Regions from separate parts of the Danio rerio genome. Here region 1 is linked to region 2. The links are chromatin contacts, called in public HiChIP or PLAC-seq maps. All regions are on one chromosome and are shown on one strand. Each heading gives the region's core, a stretch centred on a gene start, on an enhancer-like site or on the middle of the called end of the contact. The rest is flanking DNA. Distances are from core to core; before and after follow the strand shown. Region 1 overlaps meis2a (Meis homeobox 2a). Region 2 holds the start of spred1 (sprouty related EVH1 domain containing 1).

Region 1 (4,140 bases), core at 1,126-3,625, 280 kb after region 2:
CCCAAGCACTGGATTGTGTTGCTTTTATACGTTTTTATTTTATTATTATTATTATTATTAATATTATTATTATTAATTTTGTATCTTGGACTCTCAGAGTAAGAGCCTTATGAAGGACGTGTATCCTGGAGAAGAAAAAAAATACAAAACAACACCAACAACAGTCTCACTCCTGGGGATCAAATATACTATATATATATATATGTGTGTGTGTGTGTGTGAATCTGCCATACGGACCGACACGCGTGGATCCTCTCAGTCCTTTGGCACATACACAGCGGAGGAGCGGCGAAAGACTTTAAAAGGACGGAAAAACAAACAACACTTAAATTATGAACTCAGAGCTTGAGAGAATATTGTAAGAAAACTTCGTACAGAGTTCAGTCTATTACTTGTTTCATGTTAGATATTCTATGTGTTTACCTCAATTGAAGACGAATGTTTTTTGCTAGTTTCAGATCTGCTGTGGCATTGATATTGTATGTCCATGAATCCCCCCCCCACCCTCGATTCCTTCCTTTCTCAGCACGTGCTCCTCACTAGAAGATGAAATACTGTCTCCTTGAGCTTTGTCAGAAATACATTCAATACTTTTATGTATGAGGACTGTGGCGTAATGTTTCAAAGGTGTTCAGTCACAAATGCTGTAATAAATATTTCATTTTTTTGATTTTGGTAGATTCATGTGTGCTGTACGGTGTGTTGCACATTGAAACGTGGTGGATATAATATAAACTATTTAATATACAACATCGTTCTTATTTAATATGATTGCACAAACTCGCTCTTATGATTGTGTGTGTGTGTGTGTGTGTGGTTGTTGTTGTGTGAGACAGACACCTCCAGAGGAGAGGACGGTCTCTGCTGTGAGTGTAAGCCGAGCTGACAGCGCTTTTCTCGGTTTGAGTTTCTGCGGCGCCTCCTGCTGGCTGATAACTGCACTGCGGCTTCACTCACACACACCCTTTGCATCATTATCACTAATATTATTATCTTTACAAATGCATTTATGCATTCAAATCAAATTAATAATGATGGTTATAATCATGCGCAGCAAGCGCAACCAATGAAACGCGTTAAATACATAAATGCGCATTTCTAGAAACCTCCGACAGATGCTCTCAGATAAATAAAGCACATTTACAGGCGGATAGGGATGAAAGTCAGTCTTTTTTCGATACTTAAATGTTTAATATGCATTTCCTAAATATTTATAATGAAGAATTCGTTTTAAGATTAAATGAATAAATTGAAAATGTGCATATATTATTATTATTCTTATAAAGCAGGTTTTCAAATATTTGTAAAATACATAAAGTGAAGGGGGAAAGGGCTACACATGATTGCAACGTTAATGAATAATATACAAAACAGTATGATTAATAATGTACTATAAATGTAAATTAATATCCAGCTGTTAAAACCCTTATTGCGTGGTTATAAATTCAATGCGCGTTTTCATCCTGAATTACACACGGAAAAAATAGCTTGTAGTTTTAGTTTAATCTCTATACAGATCTTTATTTACGCAAACATATTTATTTACTGTTTGTTTTGTTTTATTAAATACGCAGATTTAATTAAACATTACAAATAATCAACAAAATAAAACATTTATGTAACAATCAATCAACGTTGTTTTATTTATATCGCACCTTACTACAACCAAGGGGCTGCCCAAAGTGCTTTCCAGCAATAAAACAAAATTACACCGAGATGATTGAGAACATAAAATGACAATAAAACAACGAGAGAATTAAAACTAGCGAATATCAAAAGCAAATCTAAATAATAAATGGGTTTATGTCTTAATAATAATTATAATAATAATAATAATAATAATAACAATAATAATAATGAAATTATGTAATTATACTCGGAGGATAAATAAGCAGACCTGCTAAAATGATTCTCAGATTGCAGAATCGAGCTGAAGGAAGAAAAGAAAGAGAAGAGAAAAGAAAAAACGCGAAAGGAGAGCCGGCATCATTGTGGGCTGATTTTCATATTAATAGGGGACAGGAGGTGGATTGAATTGCGCCTTTGACAGGAATGATGGATGATCCTGCCTTCTTCACCATCATCATCATCATCATCATCCTCCTGCCAGAGTCGCGGGAACGCGCGAACACACAAAAGCAGAAGAAACGCGCACAGCAAGCACGAGGAAACCGGCAGAGTAATTCTGATCGGATCACAAATCTCCAATCATTTCTGAAAGTCGAGACCGCATTAATTTATTCACACGAAACACACACTTGTTTTCCACACACATACAGCATTTAATGCCGGGAACACGCTGATCTAAAGCGGCATCTGCTGTGTGTGTGTGTGTGTGTTTGTGGGACCCCGGGGGTCACGCGCAGAGGCCCCTGATCATTAATCACTGTCAGCATCATAGTGATTCTCTATTGATGAGGATAATGACATTAGCTCACAGTCACTGATCAATAAAGCACATGCAGGCAAATAACGCTCGCTCTCGCTCTCGCTCTCTCTCTCTCTCCCTCTCTCTCTCTCTCTCTCTCTCTCTCTCTCTCTCTCTCTCGCTCTCTCTCTCTCTCGCTCTCTCTCTCTCTCCCCCTCTCTCTCTCTCTCTCTCTCTCTCTCTCTCTCTCTCTCTCTTTCTGTTTTTCATGTAGAAACTGAGGGAAAACTACAGTCTGCACACACACACGCACGCACACGCACACGCACACGCACACGCACACACACACACACACACACACACACACACACACACCTTCATTTCTCATAATAACAGACGCAACACATCGCTAATAATTAATAAATGGGGATTTATTTAATGACGTCAGTGCACAGAAATAGCTCTATATTCTTGTTTAAGTTTTATATTGTTAATTATCAACTGTAAACAACGAATTTAGGAAGCCTAAATAATTTAGATGGTGCCGTATGATGATCACTGCTTCATTGAAAGACTGCTATAATTTTAATTTATTTTAGTTTCATTATTATTATTATTATTATTTCAGGGCTACTGTTATTATTATTATATTTTTATAGGCTATTACTAAACGGTTATAATATACTTGTGGGGCTGTAGCCTATAATATTCGTTACATTTGCAATTAACTACATCCTAAACATGCTACAGATAATATAGTTTAATGTATTGCAGGACATTTATTTTATAATTTATAATTAATATTATAGTTTATTTATTACTTTACATATCTCTGTCTCATTAATAATTTTGAGGTGACAATTTTCCAGCAATCCAAATCAGTAATAATAATAATAATAATATGATACAACTACTACTAAAACAGTGTTGCATGCAGAACTGTTGCAAACAATTTATTTGTGTTGAATTTAAACAAACAAATTAAGTTTAATAATGTTCAACTTAATTTGTTTGTATAAATTCAACACAAATAAATTGTTTTCAACCACTTAACGTAAAAAATTGAGTAAATCCAAGGAATCATCTTTGAATAATTGTTTTCTACTACTACTACTAATAATAATGATGAATCGGAGTTAAAACAGCAGATGCACAATCTTTCTCATTGCATTTCAGTAAACCCGAGAACACCCCTCAGAACAATATTACAAATTAAAAGCAATATTAATAACTATAATAGTTGCAATAGCATGAAAATAAAGGATAAGCAGAAAATGTCGGCAGTTTTCTGCAGTATTACTCGCAACTGATTTTAAATAAAATGAAATCGAGTCAAACATGGAAAAGAAAATACCCAAACCTTAAAAAACTAAATATTTAAAATGTTTTTAGTCTAAATAAAAAAAAGGAATATCCCAAATAAAATAAGGGATTCACGAAAGTCTGAGTATCTTTATGAGAATGGGTGTATTTGTGCATGTGTGTGTGTGTGTGTGTGTGTGAGAAAGAACAAACCCCGGGGCTCAATGTCGCAGCGACCCCTTCTGGGTGACACAATAAACGAATAAATATAAGGGCGTGACGACACATTTCTCCATTTATTTCCTCTATTCTCCTAATGCTCTAGAAATTTCCGTGCGTATTTGTGTATGAGAGGAACTTTATACGCGCGATCAGTAAAACTGTACACACACACACACACACACACACACACACACACACACACACACACACACACACACACACACACACACACACACACACACACACAC
Region 2 (3,987 bases), core at 1,442-3,941:
CCGCCGCATTTGGCCCGATGGACTCAGGGCGGAATCGGGCAGTGTGTCCATAGGAATCCGGCCCGAGTAGGTCCAGCAGACGGAGCCAGGCCGAGGGGTTATTCTCTGGCAGGCGAGAATCCAACCGGAACTGGCCAGAGTGTATTTTGCTATCTGGGTGGCTAGGCGTGTAAGTAAAAATTTCAACCAATGGCCCGATTGGACCCATATAAAAAATCCTTAGCGTTGAACCCTGCATGATACTATCGCATGGGGGCGCAATAGTGTTACGTTTACTTATTTGTACAATTATTTAACCATTTCTAAACATATCTAAACATATTCACTTATTTAATAATGTACTTCATTTGCAATACGTTTTATCTTGGAAAATAATTCAAACCAATAATGTATGTAAAACATGTAACAGGTAGGCCCACATGGAATCTGCGCGCGCAGAATTCCGCAGATTTTCCGCAGATTTTTAGCCTATCATTAATTCTGTTTATTTACTTGAGTAAGTGTGTATATCTGAATTTATTCAGTTTTTATTCAGTAGTTTATTACTTTTTATTTAATATATTAAGGTCTAAGTTATGATACTTATTTATGGATACTCCCAAAATAATTCCTCAGAAATCCGCAGATTTTTACCAAAATTCTCTGCAGAAATAGCAAAAAACATCCGCAGATTCCGTCTGGCCCTAGTAATAGGTTCACATTGATGCGAAACGAGTTAAAAATCGTCTTTAAAATCGTCATACAAGATACTATCGTCTATCGGCACAAGCCTACTATGCATACCCTATGCATATGGTCTTCAAATTATCATTAAAACATTAATTAAACCTGCAAACAAAAAGATGCCAGTCTTAATATTCACTGTAAAATTACTGTAAAGTTTAAACACTGCTGAATAACAGGAGTGTCAAAATCCAACATACAACTGTATAAAACAACAAAAATATATTAATTTAACAATATATTAGGATGAATTTCAATGTTATTTAGCGATGTTTAACCTGCACAGTCGTTTTATTTTACATAAGGGTGCAAAGATTTATGTCTCATTTGATTCAGATTAATTTGTGTATCTTCAAATGAACAGAAATCAAGAATCATCCTTTTTAGAATATAACTGAGTTATTTAATTGTCATTTATAACAGATTTGTAATGCATAAACAGTCCTCACGTTAGATTAGCTCACAAAACTGCATGAAGTTGAGTAAATTAAGCATTTATTTACATCTTTTAATCCTGGTTTCTTTGCGCACGTCATGTCTTGTTGATATTAATCAATTGTCTGTCAATCAATTCTGTGAGTGGGGAAATGAATTACTTATTATTATTATTATTATTATATATTATTTATTACTTTTATATAAAGTATTAAACACATTTCAGTAGTTCAGTGCTTTCCCATTCTGTCATTTCATTGTTATTAATTACACACAACTCTTTTATCTGATTCTTTTTGTTTAGTTTTGTTTTTATGTTTGGGTTTTTACAAAAATCTGCTTCAACTCCATGTCAACAGCTTCTGTAGAGATATTATTCCCAGGGAAAAAAATACAATGTGTTAAATACTTCATCCCCCGCTTTATGTATGTATGTATATATATATATATATATATATATATATATATATATATATATATATATATATATATATATATATATATATATATATATACTGTGTGTAATATATTTAAATATTTAATAACTAATATAATATATATATATATATATTAGACGATCATAATTGATCACATGACAATATTTTCCCTATTTAAACTAAACAGTTTGAAAATAAAATAAATATTGATTATAGACAAAATACAATAATAAATACAACCTAAAATGTTAATGATAGTGATATTACGTTAACCAAGTGTTGTTACTATCATTAAAATTAAAGGACTATTAAAAATCACAGTAATGAAATCTGACACTGTCATGATCCCTGCTGATATGCGGATACGTGTGTGTGTGTGTGTGTGTGTGTGTGTGTGTGTGTGTGTGTGTGTGAGTGAATGGACACGCGGGTTCTTTATGAATGGAGGCGGGTCACGTGATGATCGCAGCTCTCTTTCTCTCACAGACAGAAAAACAAACAATAACCCAAATATCGCTCGCTAATCGTGAAATCCGCGACCCACGAGCAGCACAGCAGTGGCGTTGCACCGAAATCCGCCGTCGAGTCTCGTGTTTTCGACATTTTTATGAATGAGGCTCGAGATGACTGAGAAAACATGGCGCCCTGCTCTCCGAGGCCGCGTGTCAATCGCGCACATCCTGCCTACATAGGCAGCTCACTAGGGATTGAGACGCGGCCCGACACTGCGCTAATGGGATCACGGTAAATAAATAACATTACAGTGAGCACAATCAACACACAGTCAAACCTGCCCATCACCTTCACTCCTCAGGTGTCAAAACAACACACAACACTGTAATGACAGCTTGACAAGCGCTCATACCAAACCTGTAATAAATGTGTTATTATGATGTAGTGAAGACTGTCACACACACACGTACACACATATACATATACAAACATGTTAATCAGCGGGCATCCAGTGTGTCCGTTTACACACTTACTCGTTGTTTGGGTTTGGTTCTTCGCTCATGTTTCTCTCACGGGGATCCAGTGAACATCATCGGGGAATGAAGCGCCAGTTTCTCCGCGAAGGCCATGATGGAGAGCGGCCGCCAAACCGCGCTCAGATCGGGAAGGGTGTGTGGAAGCAGCGAAAGCCAGATTTAGATCCGTCCGCACGCTGAAGCGCATCCAGCGGGGAAAACATCCCGCTCATGGTGACCCGCGATCCCGCAGAAATATCCCAGAGTCCCGGCGGACGCGAGTTTGCAGGAGGATCAAGCGACTCCCTTCACAGGCGCAAAAACACAACAAAAACGCAGAATTGGGTGTCGAAAGCGGGTCCTGGGGAACCGGCGCGCACTTGGGAAGGCCGAGGGAGAAAGACAGCCTCGGGTGGGACTGGGAAGATCCACGAAAACGATGGGAATTCTTGCTGGGAACTTTGGGGATCTGCTTTACGCGAACTCCATTTTCAGCGCAGGCGAATCACAGCGGAAAACTGGGCGGAAGTGCGGATGGCCTGAGCGCGCCACACGGATCCCTCCGCCGCTCCCGCAACAAGCGCGCATTCCAGACCGGCAGACCGGAGAAAGAGCCAAACTTCACACACACACGCGCGCACACACACACACACACACACACACATGACAGAGAGTTTCAGATCACACTGCAGCAATGACAACGTAAACACGCAGTAAAAATGCAGTTATCTCAGGTGAGATGTTCAAAGAGATTTAAAATTGAGATGAGGTAGTTAAAGGGATAGTTCACGCCAAAAATGTCATTTATTAACCCCCATGTGGTTGTAAATCTCTGTGTGTTTGTTTCTTCATCTGTTAAACACAAAATAAGATATTTTGAAGAAAGCCGAAAACCTCCATAATAGGAAAAACAAGCACTATGGAAGTCAGTGTTGCTAACATTTATCCAAATGACATTTTGAAAATGCTACCGATATATGCTAACATATTAGATAATGCTAACATGTATCTTTATTGTTCAACAGAAGAAACCCATAACGGTTTGAACCAAGTTGCCTGAATGATGAGTGAGTTTTGATTTTGGGGTGAACTAGCCCTTTAACTGGGCTGTGTGATCATCTCTGTGAGCTGAATGTGAATCAGTAGCGCTGTTAGTCATGCAGCGGTGGATTATATAAGCGTTCCTCTGAACAGAAAGAGCCTGATTTCCCCGGTTGCCATGGTGACGGTGTGTTGTCGCAGAAGTTTCTCTGCGCTTCTGATCAGTTCGCTCACTTCAGCAGATAAACATCCTCACCTCACACGTACGCTCACTTCACACGGAAGGGTCCAAACAGCGTTATTTCACCCTGACAAAGTCCAACACCGTTCTCCAGAAGATCCTCGTAAAATCCACAGCAGATCGAAAATCACACAGGCATGAG

The links. HiChIP or PLAC-seq counts read pairs in DNA pulled down with a chosen protein or histone mark.
Region 1: a contact with region 2 is called in an H3K4me3 HiChIP or PLAC-seq map of gastrula embryo, with 3 times the contacts expected there. The contact joins the enhancer-like site here to the promoter of spred1 in region 2. A contact is called at or near these places in 6 of 18 Hi-C or Micro-C datasets (caudal fin, embryo, fibroblasts and 2 more) and 2 of 4 datasets of contacts at active chromatin or transcription factors (embryo and gastrula embryo).

The regions. Positions count from the first base shown.
Region 1 is chr17:59,060,701-59,064,840 of GRCz12tu, forward strand. It overlaps meis2a (Meis homeobox 2a), which reads left to right. Exons shown (of 13, transcript NM_131896.1): 13 at 1-678. Among named protein-coding and RNA genes, the nearest start is that of meis2a, 110 kb to the left of the region's middle. Within about 2 kb of position 2,376, at least 23 of the 62 cell types and tissues checked have an H3K27ac peak or open chromatin away from gene starts, as enhancers often do. A contact at or near this core is called in gastrula embryo, where this site is marked.
Region 2 is chr17:58,777,947-58,781,933 of GRCz12tu, forward strand. It overlaps spred1 (sprouty related EVH1 domain containing 1), which reads right to left and starts at 2,692. Exons shown (of 6, transcript NM_213232.1): 1 at 2,582-2,692. The coding sequence starts at 2,610.